2 separate regions of the Hordeum vulgare genome follow, and region 2 is linked to region 1. A link is a contact called in public Hi-C data. All regions are on one chromosome and are shown on one strand. The core of a region is the stretch at or near the end of the contact, and the rest is flanking DNA. Distances in the headings are between cores, read along the strand shown.

Region 1 (4,723 bases), core at 815-3,314:
TAAGGTTATTCTTCCAGTTATTCTTGCAATTAGCTAGAGCATGTGTATAAGAGGTCCATTTCATGCTATCAAGGACACTTGCAGTTTTTCTTAGTTTCATTAAAAGGTTCATCAATACAGATGCTAGTATCTAGCATATCACATGGGAAGTATCATATCGGCTAAAATAAGAAGTCTAGATAAAAAGACTCAAAGACCATCTCAATAATAGTCACAAAACAATTTGCAAGAAATAACACTGTCTATTCTACTCTACTGCTGAAATGACTGGCATAACAAACAGATATGCAGTGGACATGTTTGGCACAGTAAATAAATGTGCAGCCATAGCGTGGATAGATTGGATACAAAGAATGGAGTACAGTTTATCCAAAGGAAGAAGATTGACTTACAGTGCTGAACATCAGAGGCCACCACAAATTTCTCCTCGTCGGCATAGTCCTGCTCCACCGTCACATGATCGACTGCTCCTTTCCTTTCACCACTGGGCTCAGATGACAGCTCAGGCACACCGTCGGCCAAGGAGTCAATGGATTCAAGCGGCACCGGTCGCTCAACGCTGACGGCAATGCCAGCGCGGTGAGCCGAAATGACAGCGATGGAATCATCCTCCACCAATGGCTTCTCGTCGAAGAGCTCGATCACAGGGCCGTCCTCGGACACGAAGACCACGTCTCCGTGGCCGTCCTGGTCGAGGTCGCGCGCGGCCGGCGGCGGCGTGGGGAGCAGGAAGGGCGGCGAGTAGAAGCCGCTCTCGAGCGCGACGCCGCAGCAGGCGCAGGCGAGGTCCCGCTCGCCGAGCTCGCTCCGCCGCATCCACGACAGCAGAGCCTTCCCGGACGGTGCCGGCGCCCCGCAGTCCTCGCACATGTCGGCGGCGTCGGCGAGGCGGCGGTGCGCGCGGCAGTAGCCGAGGCGCGACACCTCGGCGGCGTGCCCGTCGCAGAGCACGCGGCGCAGGGGCTCGGCTCCGTGGCGGGGCGCGCGGTCTAAGAGGCTGTCGGCGGCGAGGCGGGTGCAGAGCGCGCAGGGCGGCGGCAGGCCGAAGAAGGCGGCGAAGCGGGCGATGAGGTAGGAGAAGACGCCGTTGGCGAGCAGCAGCGCGATGAGGATCCACTCGAGGAGCGCGCAGGCTAGCAGCCGCGCCACCCTGCCGCTCCTCCTGCGCACGCCCGCGCCGCGGCAGGCGCCCGACGCCACGGCCGGCTCCGAGGCCATCCAATCTCCCCGGCGACCGGAGGGAATGCTGTCGACAGACACGCCGGCCCCGCCGCCAGAATTCGCCGTGGAACCGAAGAAAGCGCGGAAGAAAAATCCCTCTTTGACTGGAAAAAAGTATCGGGGAACAGGGAGGATGACCCGAAAGCAATGCGATTTCTGGTGGAGCAACCGACCAACCAACGGAACCACTCTCACGAAGAGGAGGAGGAGGAGGAAGAAGGGGCCGGTTTCATGGAAGAAAAGAACAAGAACGACAAAAACAGAAGAGAACAACTCTCATCAGCTCCAGCAGATTGCGACGGGAACGGGATTCCCGGCGGCGAGCGAGAAAGTCCAGGAAATAGCAAGAACGAACACCGGGATTGGAGGACGGTGACAGGATTGCAGGCGCCGGTATTCAGAGGAGGAGGGAGGAGTTTGGTGGAGATGACGGAGGAGCCGGAGGCGGAGGAGACGAAGGAGATATGGAGGGGGAGAAGAATAAAAAGGAAGGAGGAAAGGCGCCTGGCTCGGCTGGGGTCAGTGGCGATGCTGGGCTGGCCGCTGGTAAATCCTCGCCATTAAAGGCGTATAATGGCCGTAATTAATCAGCAATTCAGCAGCATTAGCAACGAGCCGCCGGATGGCGGAGCGGAGGTGAACGTTGGGGGCGGGACGAGGGAGCCCCCTCCTCCTCCGCTCGCGACGGCGTCCGTCTCTCGATCTCCGTGTGGATTTTTCCGTTCCGGGGTGGTAGGTTCCGGTGGGTGTCCCCGGATGGATGGCTTTTCTTTTCTCCGGAGACGTCCCGGTCGGACGACGAGACGCCGTCGCGTCAGGCGCACGGCTCGCTCGTTTTCGTTTCGTTTCAGACCCGCGACGGCACCGGGAGGAATAGTTTTATCCAGTAAGCCGAAGACGACCGGATCAGAGACATGTACTGCGACGATCTGGAAGGACGTGGTGGCACATTTGGGATTCTTCTTGTTCTTGGCGACTTTGACCTGCACTGGGTACTAGTCCTACTACTAGTTTTAAGCCAGCTGAAGCTCAAAGTATATTTTCCTTTTCTTGTCCTGGATGCCAAAGCCACTTGTTGGAGTGTGGACAAGTGAGCAGGGTCGCCCGATCAACCGCGTCTTTTCTAGTGGGGGTTGGTTTAACATTCGAAACAAAAAAATCCCAACCTTTGTCTACAAAACCTTAAGAGCGACCAGGCAGCAAGCCTGGTAAGCTATCTCAAAAAACCTTAAGAGCGGACGGGCGATCTTGTTCGAAACTCTTGGAGTTTTTAGACGATCCATCATCCATTTGACTTTTATTATACTCCCTCTGTAGAACTGTCTAGTTCTTTTTAACTATAATTATATAAATACAGAGACAGTATAATATAGAAGGAAAAAAATATCAAAAGGGGCGTTTTGGAGCTCGGGCTCTACGAAGCCCTATTTTTTAAAACACCAAAATTCATCAAAATTCGGTTTTTTACATTAAAAAATCTGAAAATAAATATGGATATACATGAAGTCATACACACACATGTGTGTAAATTTTTAGAACAAAATACGTTGAAATAAGGTCTGTGCAAAAAAGACAAATTTATGGCATTTTAACACATGGTGCTATTCATCCCAAAAGTTAATGAATTTGTTCTTTTTGCAAAATCGCATCTTAAGGTATTTCATCCTGAATTTTTGCACACATATACATTTCATCCTTGTGGACTTGCATATTTTCTTCACATTTTTTTGAAATAGAAAATTTTTATTTTTTTCAAAAAGAAAGGGTGCCATGGAGCCCGAGCTCCAAAAGGCATTTTGAAAAAAAATCACACTTCCTTCGTTCACAAATATAAGATGGTATGACTTTATTCTAAATCATATGCATATAGACATGCTTTGGTGTGTTTGCTCACTCATTTCAGCGTATGTTTGTAGTTTATATCCAAAAAACCCAAAAACATCTTGTAACAGTGAATACAGGGAGTAAGTCAGATCAAAGGAGTGACATAGAAGGCAGGTAAACAACGTCGAAAAGTGGCCGCGTCTCAAACTTCATGGATCGCATCTTCATGCCCGCGGTAACAAAAAAACACAAAAGTGGATACCTCAAACTAACCCAACACAAAAGATCGGTCTGGCACCAAAGGTCTTGAGTACCTACACATAAGCCGCCCACCCAAAGAGGTGAAGAACTTAGACAATTGCGTGTTGTGGCTACCACTTGCTTGGACGACAGGTCAGCAAACCCGTGCATCATTGCCAAAACTACGAGTGAGAACACAATGATTACCATAAGATAAAGCAGACAACCAAAACACCACTAGCTCCTTGACATAGGTTACCATGGGTCGAAGGACAACCCGAGATGGGGATGAAGCTGACAGAGATTCATTCCAAAATTACGTAGCCTCCGCTGTCGAGGCGTGGTCTTTATGAACACAAGAAACAACCATAAGAAATTTTAACCTACCACCCAAAGATCTAGTGTTTCCTGCCTCTTATCATTCAATAGGTCGGCAAATATGACGGGAACAAGGGCAAACGATGATGGAGGACCTTGGTGGCTGGGATTTTGTCAATTGCGATAGTGGTGCATGGAGCGCGGGAATTTACGTCGCATCGAATTCATGCATTTATGGAGACAAATGAGTTGCCTATTTCATCAACGAAAAGAAAGAACATGAAATATTCAAATCATCCCCCCTCCGGCCTCCTCCCAACGCCCATGGAGCACGGGAATAGGTGTAACTTGAAATTAATGAGTTATGTTATCTTCATCAAGACTAGTGGTTTGCTTATTTAAGCAACTGAATCCAAAGAACTCGAAATTTCAAAAGCACCCCACCCTCACCCTGCCAGCCCTCACGTGCACATACGCGCGCGCGCGCACACACACAGACATACATGGTGCGCTCAAATTTAGGTCAGGTGGCATTAATGCCATTGCATTTTCTTTATCGAACCTAATGGTTTGCTTGTTTCATCTTTTAAAAAGAAAGAACACAAAATATACCCCATCCCATCACCACCACCCCCAACATGCAATACAAATATAGCATCTCAACATAAGAGTACATAGAGGTCTTCCATCACAAAATACGGACAAACATATAGAGAAAGTTGTGAGAACCATAAAAAATGGTGAAGTTAATTTATGACTTACTTGCTCAGTAGTTGTGTGCATATGCCGCCACCGCATGTTCAAGGTTGAAAGAGCAACTCCGTACCATATCCTAGTTGTTTTCATGGTTTATGACAAAACCACTTGAAAGGCTATTCCTCATATGCAGGTCCTTGGCTAAGTGGAAGATCATTGATGGCCCCAAAAATAACTGTTCTAGTTGTTTTCCCCATCAAGCTCTTAGTATGTACTCCCTCCGTTCCTAAATATAAGACCTTTTAGAGATTATATTATAGACTACATACGGATGTACATAGACATATTTTAGAGTATAGATTCACTTATTTTGCTTTGTATGTAGCCTCCTAATGGAATCTCTAAAATGTCTTATATTTTGGAA
Region 2 (4,723 bases), core at 1,241-3,740, 170 kb after region 1:
GGAGGGAGTTCGCGGGCAAGAGTAGGAACCATGGCGGCGAAGACAATGCCTTGCCATATGAGGGGGGAGACATGCGTGTCTCGAGCAGAAGGGCTTCACCAGCCCGGAAGGGATACACCAAGAACGATGACGATGATGAGGATGTCAAATTCGACGTTGCCCCATATGATGGGGCGCGTGAGCATGGATCGAGCAGAAGGGCGGCGCCAGGCCGGAGGGGGTTCGCCAAGGACGAAGGGGCGCGCAAGCATGTGGTAAGCAGAAGGGCAACCCCACCCCAGAGGAGATTCACTGCTGCTAGAGGAGAATAGGCGGTAGTCATATACCATTGATGCATTTTCTTGTACTAGCAGATATGATACCGCATTGCGCGTATATTTTAGCTGAGCACAAGTCACGAAATAATAGCGATTTTGGCAAATTTCATTCCTTTTTGGAAATTTAGAAACGATATTGACAGCATCGTATATACACTTCCGATGCGTGACATAACCTGAGTAGTTAGAAACAGCTGTTTCTTGGCGAGGTATATATTTTTTTGTGTGCACCAACGATGATCATGCCCTACACTTCTCTTGTGAAGTGACACAGGCTGGAGGGGCTTAAAGATTGCATCAGAAACGAATGAACACAACAACAACGTCAAAACTGGGCGGAGATAACAACGAGCATATCATTGTCCGCAGATGTCGCACAAGGAAACTGGCAAGGAGACTTACTGAAACCGTATCAAAAGCTGTACTGCAAAAGCTAAAACCTTGATCTTACATTACAAACCGTCTCCACCTCAGTCTTATTCTGTGAGAGTAAAACAGACGCACACACATTTCTTGACACTATAAAAGACATCATCACCACGCCTACATGACTCTAGTCACAACGCCTATCAAGTCAGGCATCAGTTCGGGAACCTTAGATCGCCTCCCTGATGACAAGGTTGATGCCGAACGACGCCGTGCAGAGGATGAGCCCGATGATCGCCAAGAAGTTGAGCCCCCTGCAGAATTCGCCAAAGCGAAAAGGAAATCGTCAAGATCAGAATCGCTTCGACAAAAAGTTTGACTTCGACATGGACAACAAGGAAATTAAATTCTTCAATGCCGATGCGGGTTCAGGGTTGTTTGGCGTCACAAGCTACAAATTTGGTTCGGGAAACAACTGAACGTCATAAGCCATTTTGCTCAATCAATTCAGAGCTCACGACTTTGCTCAAGTAGTTATCACTTATATAAACCGGGGTGGTTGACATGGGACAGAAGCTTGGGTAGGATTGCTACATCACATCCAATTACCAATGTCTTAGTTTATGATGCAGCAATGTGAATGAATCTTCACCAACCAACCAAGGTCTTGCTTCACCTAGAGCAATGGCCCATGTCAATTCAGAAAAGGATGTGCAGGTAAGCAGTAGTGGTTGCTACAAGATGTTGGCTGCTGGGGGCTCAGCAGCCAAAAGTGAATGAAAAACTGAAGACAAAACGTCGGTTTGCAGGAGGTTGAAGAAGCACTTGAAAGCTACTCAAGGTCGTCGGTGAGCATCAATGAAGCCGCTCGCTCATTATGAGCACACCTTTGACATGGCTTAGTTGGTGGAGCAGCAGCAAATTGAGCCCTGCTCCACCCACTCACCGCATTAATGAGTTGGATATGGTTGACTAATGCTATCCTATCAATGAAATCAAGAGGCCTGTATGATTCCCAGGGCTGAGAATTTCCCAAGAAACCACCAGTAAAACATGCTGGAAATCAAGTGGATCTCTCCCCAAAGATTTGATTTGGATGCCATTGCCATCTGAATCAACTGCATACGGACCAGTCGGAGGAAAAGCAAAAGGCCAACGTACCCAAGCTTGAGGCGGTTCTCCGGGACGCCGGTGGCGTAGCCCTTGAAGTAGAAGAACCTGGCGACGGTGTACATGACCCCCAGCGCGGCCGCGACGACCGGGTGCTGCAGGCCGCCGAGCAGCAGCGTGACGAAGAAGAGCGGCATCATCTCCAGCGAGTTCTGGTGCCCCCTCTGCAATCCCACAACAAGAATTCAGCCAACCCTTGTTCCTCCGCTCAAAATCAAAAGACACGGACGAGATCGGCGGCGGACGGACCTGGACGCAGTTGAAGCGCTTGGCGTCCTTGTTCTCCGCCTCGATGGCGTACATCGTCGGGTAGGACACCTTGTACCTGAACAATCAAACAAGCGGCGTCGTCGGCGGCGGATCGTCAAGCTCCAACCCAGATTCCTCCGGAACAAGAGGGGAGAAATCGGTGAAGAAAAGAACCTACTTCTTGCGGGCGCCGCCGACCTGGAAGCTCATCCAGAAGTTGAGGAAGGCATAGGCGACCACGGCGAGCACCACGTAGCCGTACTCCTTGGTCAGCTCCACCAACACCGCCATCGTCGTCTACCTTCCTCCTTCTCTGGGTTTCTCTGGATTTTCTTCCTCCTTCTTGGAAGCTGAGATTGGGTTGTGAGGAGATTGGAATGGAGGTCTATCCATCTTATAGACAGACAGTGGAGGAAGGAAGGGTCTGGAGAAGAAGTCCCAGAATAAGTTCCTGCCCTCCGGCCCAAGAAAGGTTTGACCCACTCCCTAGGGCCCGTCTCGGCCACTCCCTCGGAACCAATGGGCCTGCCAGCACGTACTACCATTACTTTTCTTTTCTCCTCTCTACCCCTAGCTTTTCCAGCAAAACAACCTAATTTTCTTTAAAAGAAACTAATTTTTCGATGTAATGATAAAGATATTCCCTAATCTGGAACGAACACGTTCAGTTGTTCCTCGAATTTCATGTTCGATTTGATCCGGAGAGAACCGTGCTTGTATTGCCTCCATTCCATAACATAGCGCAATCCATCCGTGTTTAAAAAAAAAAAATTAGTTTGACTTTAAGTTCAACCAACTTGAATGACCGCGGTAAGAAGAAATTGATACCATTGAATTCGTATCTGAAAGTAGTTTTTAACGGTACCATTTCTGCTCCTGTCAAAGTCATGCGCACGTCGATTAAATTTAGGCGGCTGCTACAAATCTGTTGCCTAATTTGTATCAGTCGTAATCCCCCTAGGTAGCCGTCCGATTGAACGAGCCATCATCGTCAGATTAAATTCCCGACATGGAACAGAGGCCGCGTGATGCTTCAATGCAGAAACCGACAGCGTCCGACGAGCTCCATTGCAACTTCGAAAAACTCCATTGCAGCCGTTGGAGCTCCAACACAGCACCGATGCTCCGGCGAAGCTCCATTACAAGTCCGACGGAGCTACAACGCAGCACAGGCGCGTCCGCGAAAAGCTTCATTGCAATTCCGGCGTAGCTTCAACGCAACAAGGCGTGTCCGACAAAGCTCCATTACAACTCCGACGAGTCTTCATTGCAGCCCGGCGTTACTCCATTGCAGCTAAGGCGATGCTCCCAACAGCTTGAAGGCAACATCACCGGAGTTGCAGCGCCCACATCGGCCCTGTCGCGGTCGTCATTGCAAAAGCCCGTCACCGGAGTGTGAGCTTGGCACCGGGTGCTGCAAAAGCCGCCCCGCGGGCTGATCCGACAAGGGCCGAGGTGATGAGGAGAGGCGAAGCATGGGGATGGAGGTAGAAGACGAAGTAGAAATGAATCGGGCTCTAGGAGGGGAAGAGATAAGCTTGAGAGTAAAAAAAGAAACAAGAGAGGCAGCATGTAGGTGTCTCGCGTGATGCGTGGACCATGACGCGTGGCGTGCGGAAGACCCGTCTGATTTACAGAGAAAATCAGTCGGTTGATTCTAAAAGTTTTTCTTAAATTTACGAGCAAACTTGAATCTCGAAATAATACGGATGCACTCCATTATAAAATGGAGGGAGTAGGTTTTACTCGAGTCAACGGGGGCCAACGTCATGCGTGACGCGTACCCGAACGTCGCCATTTGTAATCATCCACATCTGGATTGAGTTTAGTACATGGGTCTTTGGAATTCCATGGTTTCGGACGCCAGGAGCAGCCAGATGCAGAGAGGTCGAAGAAGTCTTCGGCACGACGTGGACTTTGCCTTCGACTTGCAGAGAAATAAAGGAAATTATGGACTGGTGGTTCACGGCGAGGAAAGCGAGTGAACGGTCGACCAAGCCGTTCGTTAGAAATCGTGGAAACGGAAGACTGGTCTGGGTCTCGTCTCCAGTTGGTTTGGTAGCACCAACTTTGCATGATTGGAGTCAGGAGAGCATCACATTTTCAGGTCTGAGTAAGTGAATAACCAACCAACAAGTGCGTGCTTTCTGATGAACACGGGGGCTAAGATGGGTCGCTGAGAATGCTTAAAAGGAAGGGATCGTCGTCCTAGGCAGAGGCATGAACTTCTCGTCACCAGAAAATAATAGTAAGAGCAAACACATTTTCTATCCGAGTTAACACAGCACACGCAGATAGTCGTCGTCTAAGAGCATCTTGCAGCCGCATGCATCAAATCTGACCCGTTAAATGTTCGCGGCGCAGTTACGGTCAAGTGTGAGACCACGTATTTGGTGCTATGTATCCGAGTACCTCATATTTCATTTCCTGAATGGCTGGATCCATATAAACCGTGCAAAAAAGAAAACTTACGCACTAGTCTAGACTCTAAACTACGCTTTATATCGCCGAAGATGTTCATGACGTTTGTGTCGGATGCCGGGTAGATGGGCTCGTAGGAGGACTCTGGCTCCTCCTCCTCATCCATATACGACGAGCATCTCTTCGATGTCCGCGTCGTG

What was found. Hi-C and Micro-C count contacts between places; a contact is called where the count stands out from the background.
Region 2: a Hi-C map of leaf shows a contact between it and region 1, with 7 times the contacts expected there. The contact joins the promoter of LOC123447424 here to the promoter of LOC123447420 in region 1. A contact is called at or near these places in 3 of 6 Hi-C or Micro-C datasets (leaf and seedling) and 1 of 1 datasets of contacts at active chromatin or transcription factors (embryo).

The regions. Positions count from the first base shown.
Region 1 is chr4H:16,469,941-16,474,663 of MorexV3_pseudomolecules_assembly, forward strand. It overlaps LOC123447420 (myosin-binding protein 2-like), which reads right to left and starts at 2,065. Exons shown (of 4, transcript XM_045124017.1): 1 at 393-2,065. The coding sequence starts at 1,218.
Region 2 is chr4H:16,636,432-16,641,154 of MorexV3_pseudomolecules_assembly, forward strand. It overlaps LOC123447424 (microsomal glutathione S-transferase 3), which reads right to left and starts at 2,491. Exons shown (of 4, transcript XM_045124022.1): 1 at 2,281-2,491; 2 at 2,103-2,178; 3 at 1,845-2,017; 4 at 716-997. The coding sequence starts at 2,393. The coding sequence ends at 913. It overlaps LOC123450193, which reads left to right. Exons shown (of 6, transcript XM_045127567.1): 6 at 1-421. The coding sequence ends at 311.